2 separate regions of the Anas platyrhynchos genome follow, and region 1 is linked to region 2. The links are chromatin contacts, called in public Hi-C maps. All regions are on one chromosome and are shown on one strand. The core of a region is the stretch at or near the end of the contact, and the rest is flanking DNA. Distances in the headings are between cores, read along the strand shown.

What was found. A called contact is a pair of places that touch in the nucleus more often than the background predicts.
Region 1: a contact with region 2 is called in a Hi-C map of small yellow follicle, with 2.4 times the contacts expected there. The contact joins the promoter of TUNAR here to the enhancer-like site in region 2. A contact is called at or near these places in 5 of 8 Hi-C or Micro-C datasets (F1 follicle, F5 follicle, liver and 2 more).

Annotation. Positions count from the first base shown.
Region 1 is chr5:15,190,242-15,193,735 of IASCAAS_PekinDuck_T2T, reverse strand. It overlaps TUNAR (transmembrane neural differentiation associated intracellular calcium regulator), which reads left to right and starts at 1,570. Exons shown (of 4, transcript XM_072038326.1): 1 at 1,570-1,767.
Region 2 is chr5:15,104,375-15,107,797 of IASCAAS_PekinDuck_T2T, reverse strand. The region is part of intron 2 of TUNAR (transmembrane neural differentiation associated intracellular calcium regulator); the gene reads left to right. Among named protein-coding and RNA genes, the nearest start is that of TUNAR, 86 kb to the left of the region's middle. Within about 2 kb of position 1,422, at least 2 of the 8 cell types and tissues checked have an H3K27ac peak or open chromatin away from gene starts, as enhancers often do. A contact at or near this core is called in F5 follicle, where this site is marked.

The DNA.
Region 1 (3,494 bases), core at 321-2,820, 86 kb before region 2:
AATGAAATGGACATACACTGTAGACAAAGAATAAGGTAACTTGAAGAAAAGCCACTTATTTTCTACTTCAATGTTTAATTATTAGTCTGGCTAGTAAATCTATTAAAAAAAAAAAAGGACCCCCCCAGTCTGCTGTTTTGTGGAGCTTTGTTCTTTATTATTCTGTGAAAGTTCAATATTTCCAGTATTATCTGGTACTAGTTTAAGATAAAGGTAATTCTAGCTTTGTCAGGTCTTCTTTCTCCTCTGAAGAGCATTTCCCCTCCTATCCCCCACAGGCTTCTGCTGTTATTGAAATTATGAATAGTTTTTCTCCCTTTTTGTTCTTAATTACTCAGTTTAAAACTTGTATAATGTGCAGTACTGTTTATATCAATCCTTTGCTTAATTAGCATGTCTTGTAATTAGCAAGTAGAAGGAAGAGCAATGCCAAAATGTGTGTGTAACGAAACCATAGGAGTAGGTACATAAAATATGGCTTCTGCCTGCATTCCTTTATGTGCCAGGCTGTGTGCACGAGCACTTTTTACATGTTGCATCTTATCTATGTAAATATTCACGTTAATCTCATTGCAATAAAAAAATCAACATCAGTAAAGCTTCAGATGCTCACAAAGACACTTATTTTGGGAGCTGATTGAGAATTTCCCCTAACAAGCTAGTTCTCAGGTTGATCATTTTAGAAAATTGGCACTAGTTTGTTCTCCGCTTAATCAGATGGTGATATCAATCAGTGGGTGCCCAAAGCTTGTAGTGGGGGGGGTCTTGTGCATGAGGAGTTCATAGCTGGGAGGATGTGATGGTGACTTCCCTACAGGAGGAGTGATTCCTCACAGGAGGCAGCAGCTGGCAGAGCACCACTGGGCATCGCTGCTTGTGCTTCCCTGATTGTGGAAGAGGTGATAGTGCTCAGGAGCATGTCTTGGGAAGGCTGGCTGGGAAGTTGCTGAGAAGACAGCTGAGAGCAGGCAGGGTGCTGACCTTGCCATCTGTCTCTGGTGAAGAAAAGCAAGTCTGCCTTTTCCTGAGGTTGCCAATGTATGACTGCATCTCAGCACAGCAGGCATCAAGGCGTGAACGAGCATTACCACCTGAACGGCGTCTCCTGATCAAGGTAGGTCATACTGAGCTGCCAGCTCTAGCAACACCCCGTGAGCCCCATTACTTCTCTCTCCTGTGTCATACCAGGTGGGTGTCCTGGCTGAGTGCTCCTAAGGTGAGATGCTTGTGGACCCAGTTTGGCTGTGTTGAGCTACTGAGGGCTTGCGATGAGATGGATGCATGTAAACCATTATCTGTTATCATTCTATTAGTATGGGACTGTAGTATGAATGATTGACATGCTGGAGTTCTCTACTATGATTGTAATTACTTGTATGGTCCTCTGAGGATGCCTGTGATACTGCTGTTGGGGTAAAAGGCTGAGCTAAGTGAACCAAGCTGTTCACCAGATCATTAATTAAGGTAATCCTTTGCATCTTGTAACACTTCTCACCTGCTGCATATACAGCAAGGTGGTTTGATTAAAGCAAATGAGAACAGTTATATAATACAAGCAGTCTGATTTCAGAAAGGTTAGGCCTCCACCAAAGAGGGGTGGGTTTCTTTGCTCTTGTTGAACTGATGGGGCAGACGGAAGCCAGTTACAGATGTCATTTTATTACCTTGCTAATTTTTATTTGGAAGAACTCAAATCAGTTAAGCCAAGAGTTGTTTCCCAGAGAAAACAAGCTGCTACTGGCTCCCAACACCCTAATGGGTTACGTGGTAAGTGAATTTTCTGGCATCAGTGTCCTTTTCCTTGCTTTAACAGTGTGGTCAATGTTTTGTTTTTCTTGTCTATCATGAAAAGAGAAGTGTAAAATGTCCTGAGGTGTTTCAAGTGCCTTTATTTGGGTCTGTTAATATAGAGCCTTATTTTCTCAGTGTATTCTTCAGAAAGGTGGGCTAGAAATTTATTTACTTTTTTTAACTTCCCAGGAGACTGTTAATGATAATAAAACGCATAGAAAAAGTATGGGAATGTGAAATCAGAGAATCATACTAAGGGAAACCTCTCCCAAACTGGCACTAGTAATCCAGTCAAGGCCTTTTCAGTGCGGGCATCTAAGAATGGTAATATTAAAATGTAAACCTGGCAGGCTGAACAGTAAATCCTTGTCTAATCTGGTTTGTGTCCTTACCCCCAACCTCCCCCCCCTACCCCCCAGGAGAAAAACAGATCTCCTTACAACAGGTTTTTCAACATTCATAATACAGGACTATGTAAGCAAAAAATGCTCACCTATTATGAGACAGGCAGCACTTGTTAACGTCTCTGTAAGCAAAGGTGGAAAGACAACGAGTTAAAGAGGGTTTGAAGTTTTGGAATTGTCTATAGTGCTGCTTGCTTTTTTTGTGTGTTACATCTTTTTGCTGGGAGGCTGCTTATTCCATTGAACAGCGCTGTCTTAGTGCACCGAGATCTCTTATGTGGCATGCTCCTGGATACAGAAGCTGCTAATTGATTTAACTGTTTGGGGCCTATCCCCATGTATCATTTATGGAAAACAGATTTTAGTTAGAAAAAAAGGATTGAGGTAGTGAAGGGTTCAGTTTCTATTTTCAGTAATTTGCCTTGAAAGGTACGTACAAAAATTCACGTTGTAGATTCAGGCTTTATTTGATTTAAGCTGAAATAAAAACAAGATCTACATTGTTGGCACAGAACCTGTGCTGTTTCGCCTGTGTGTGTAATTTCCAGGTAGTCTTTACTGCTTTTTTAAAAAAATGTTCCTTCTTGGAAAACATCTGAGTTCTTGTACTAGAAGTATCAAAAACAGAACTATGAATTTATATCCTAATTGATTTAGGATTGGGGGAATATCTTTGGATTTATAAACTCTGCCTTACTGTCTAGCTTCTCACAAGTGTCTAGTTTTCCTGGAGGTAACGGAGTTGGCTAGGAGCAAAGGCAGTTTTGGCTAGAAAGACCATTCTGTTGTATAAAACTTGTAGGGTGTGAGAAAGGTGTGGTGTTTTATATAAAGAGCAAAATTCATGTCTTCCTGGTTTTGAAGATTTGAAGTTTTTTTTCTGATTAATCAGACACGAGAAAAGTTTGCAGGATTGCTATTGACTTGTGCTCCCCTATAAAGAAGAAAGAAAACCTTGTAAAGGTAACTTTTTTCCCTCAAATATTGGAATGTTTAAAGGCCTTTCAAATCAGAGTATAGTAAATAAACACACTAGACTTATTTAAAGACAGAGGGAGTCACTTGAAACTAGTTTCTCTAACATTTGAAATATGTGCCATAACTTCTAAAGTATTTTGTGTAACTGAAACACATGCAGGTGATGATGATTTATAAAGCCTAAGAAGAATCCAAGGGCAGAGTTCAATATTCATATTGAAATAGCTTTGTAAATTAAATAAGTTAATCATAACAAGCTATGGAAGGGTCATTTTTTTGCATAGTTACAACTGTTCTACACACACACACACACACAAAAAC
Region 2 (3,423 bases), core at 173-2,672:
TAAATAAAAAGAATGTTTGATCAACCTTTTGTTGGTCAGATAAGAATGCCTGTGATAACTAGCAAAGCTGCAGTGTAGCGAAGGAGACTTCATCTACAGAAAGTCCTTGTCATACTAATAAATGAAGGCATTCTACAAAGGATTTAAAATATGTTTATGGGACTCATAGAAAAATGGATTATTTTTTTTTTTTTTTGCTGAAGACCAGCCCTAGCTATTGACTGTGATTGAACTCAGCTTTTTTAAACTTGCCAAGGTTGTAGCCCCATCCTTTTCCTGAGCAAGTTATCTTGGCAATTCATTGATGGGTAAAGGGAACATGGGCTGGAGCAAAACTGGTTCTGAGTACTGAAGTTGTAACCTGCTGCTGTTCCAGGCAAGTTACCTCCTGGTGAGATAAGAAAACAGAAAGTTAAGTAGCAAACAGAATGTTAGAAGTTGAACTTATGCGCTCTATTTCTAGCTCTGCTATGGGCTTGCTATGCGACTTTAAAGATATCATCAAATCTCCTAACTAATATAGTTGTTATCTGAAAATAAAAAACTCTCTCAGGGATGTTTCTACATTCATACGTAAGCTGAGTTTTATCAAACACCCTTAAATGCCTACTAAAAGGGCACTATTTAAAGCTTTGTTACTGCTTTGCTGGCAAATTGTTGTGCTGATAAAGATATAGGGCTTGCCATCACAGGATATCCCATACTAGTGGGATGATGTTTGCATTTACATGGGTATGATTCATATTAAATTATTCACTATAGGTGAAACTCTGGTGCTCTGTTAGGGATGAAACACCTGTATGTGAGTCTTTTGAAGAAGTGCATGACTTTTGGTGAATTTCCCCAGGATGAGAAGACAGAAGGATTCAGAACAATCTTTAGGCTGAACAGAACATATTTGGAGGCAGAATGCAGAACTTGTAGCTTTGGACAGCCATGTGAATGAAGACAGAAGAGAAAGATGGGCCACAGTGATAAAAGGGGAGATAACACCTGAGATATCTGAAGGGTCCAGGGAGGAGTGGTAAGCCATGGATCAGAATCAGTTGTAGTACTTCACTTTTAATATGAGCTTAACTCAGAGCCCTTGACATTCTTTGCAGATGGTGCTGCAAGTGGTTTAGTGGACCTTATTGTAAACCAATTCTTGTTCTTCTACTAATTAAAACCAGAATGCATTTAATATTGAAATGCAAAATACTCCTATCATTTACTTGCATTCTTCTACTTGAGTTAGCAAGTCAAAACATCCGTACGTGAAATGGGACTGCAATATGCTCAGGCAGTATATATACAACAGTCATCGATCAGACAAAATATTTCCTGAGACGCATGATAAAAAGCAAGCCATTAAAAGCCTTGGTGCCCAGAACAGACTGTGCAGATTACCCACCCAGGCTATCTACTGCCATTCCGTATGGAGCTTTTTAGTTTATAAACAACAGTGGACACAGTGTTAGGTTTTCATGTGCTTTTATTACTAATTAACAAAAACAGGACCGACATTTGAACATCCGCCCTATGTTTCCAAATGTAGGTGCTTTTGAGGCACGTAGAATTGACTCTCCTCAAGGCTATACCTCATTAGTTTACTGATGTTGCATATCTGTGTATCTCCTGGAATGGAGTAGGTGTTTTACACACAAATGAAAGATGTGGGTGGAGGGAAGAGGGCTGAATTGTTCACTTTCCTGCACTGCAGCTTCTGTAATCTTGTGGCCAAGTGAATGTAAAAGACCATAAGCAAAGTTTGGAGCTGGTATAAATTAGTTAAGTCCTGTTGAAGTTGACAAATGTATCCTGGGCAGCTTCTGTGAAGAGTTAGTCCTGCCTTATATTTGCTGTTGTGAACAAATGTAAAGAAGAATCAGGCCTGAGGTCTCAGGTCTTGTTTACACATACTAAAAAGCCATAGGAAAACAGGGGAAAATGACATGTAAGTAGAAGTCTTAAAATATTTTGAGATGAACAGATTCGTAGAGAAGTATACAGGTAACTTAACTGCACTGAGGCAGACAGATTTCAGATGTCCTCTTGGTGAGGACAGAAAATCAGGGGCACAGAAGGATTCCTGTTCCAAGCTGTTAACTGCCTCTTTTTTTTTTTTTTTTTGATATTTCTTGGGAAACCTAGGTTGGGAGTAAAACTCTCAGTCTATTTGACAATTCCATGGGTTAAAGCACAGTGCAAATGCTAGGAAAATACCACATGGAAAAACGAAATGCAGTTTCTGAGTAATTAATCGCTCAGCACTGGTAAAGCAATGTAACCATTTATTAAAACAGACAAGGCTTTGTGTGCGATTCACAGCTGAATTGTCTGCTAATTAAGAAAGCACTAATATTCGTTTAGATAATAGTCTTGTCAATAGTTGTGGGTAAAAGGAAGCAAAATTTTATAAACTGAAAGAAAATGAGATGGATGGCTTCTGGATATTGAAATCTGAAAAAAAAAAAAAAAATCTGAGGTTGAGAGATATTGTTACTGAATGGTACCAGACGCTTCCTGTCGAGTGATTACATTCTATTAGACACCTGCCAGGACACTTTTCTCTCATCACTCATCATTATAATCAGTCATGGTTTTATATTGTATCTAATAACATGCTCTAGGGAATACTTAAGCATGTTGTGAGGGAATAAAGACAATGGGAATAAAAATATGACTGTATTATGTTGCTTGTTTACCTACTGAAAGAAATTTCTGTATCTATAATGTGGTATAAAAATAATTTTCAAATGTCTGTGGGAATCTCATTTCCATAAAAATCAGTGAGGGACAGTCCAAATGCCAGATGGGATTTGGGCTATATCCAGTAAAGGGCTTGGGTGTTGCAGACAATACCTGGTGAATTATATGGCTGGCAGAGTGGGACTCAGAGAGGTTTGCCTGGGGAGATAGGGCAATCCAAAATGAAATACAGAGTTGGGATGCCCTACTAGTAACAGTAAGTGCAGGGACGTTCTGTAATACATCCTAATTTATAGGGCATCCTAATGTCTAATGTCTTAGGGATGCCTGTGTGCCTAAAACATCTGGGCTTTGCCTAGTACGTCTGAGTTCTTCAGGTCTAACAGGTACATTGCACAACCTTAGCCAGATATCACCTTGATCTGAGGATATCAGACAGAAAATTATTTTTATTTAGGGTGGCTTTTTTTTTTTTTCTTTTTTTTTTTTTTCCCTGGCATACCCCACAGTGTTTTCTGACAAAGATTTCCCTTTTCTCTGTGCCAGAAAAGTCTACACACTTTTTCTGTGAACCTTAGGGGTAATCTTTTGCATATCTAATCTTAGAGATCTATGATGTAAAGTTCTGCTTCTCAGTCAATCATTGATAGTCCCTTTATGATCAATGTAGATGAACAGGACTCTTTTGAGTGAAGTTTTACTGTACTGTAAAACAGAAGGGCAAAATAGAAG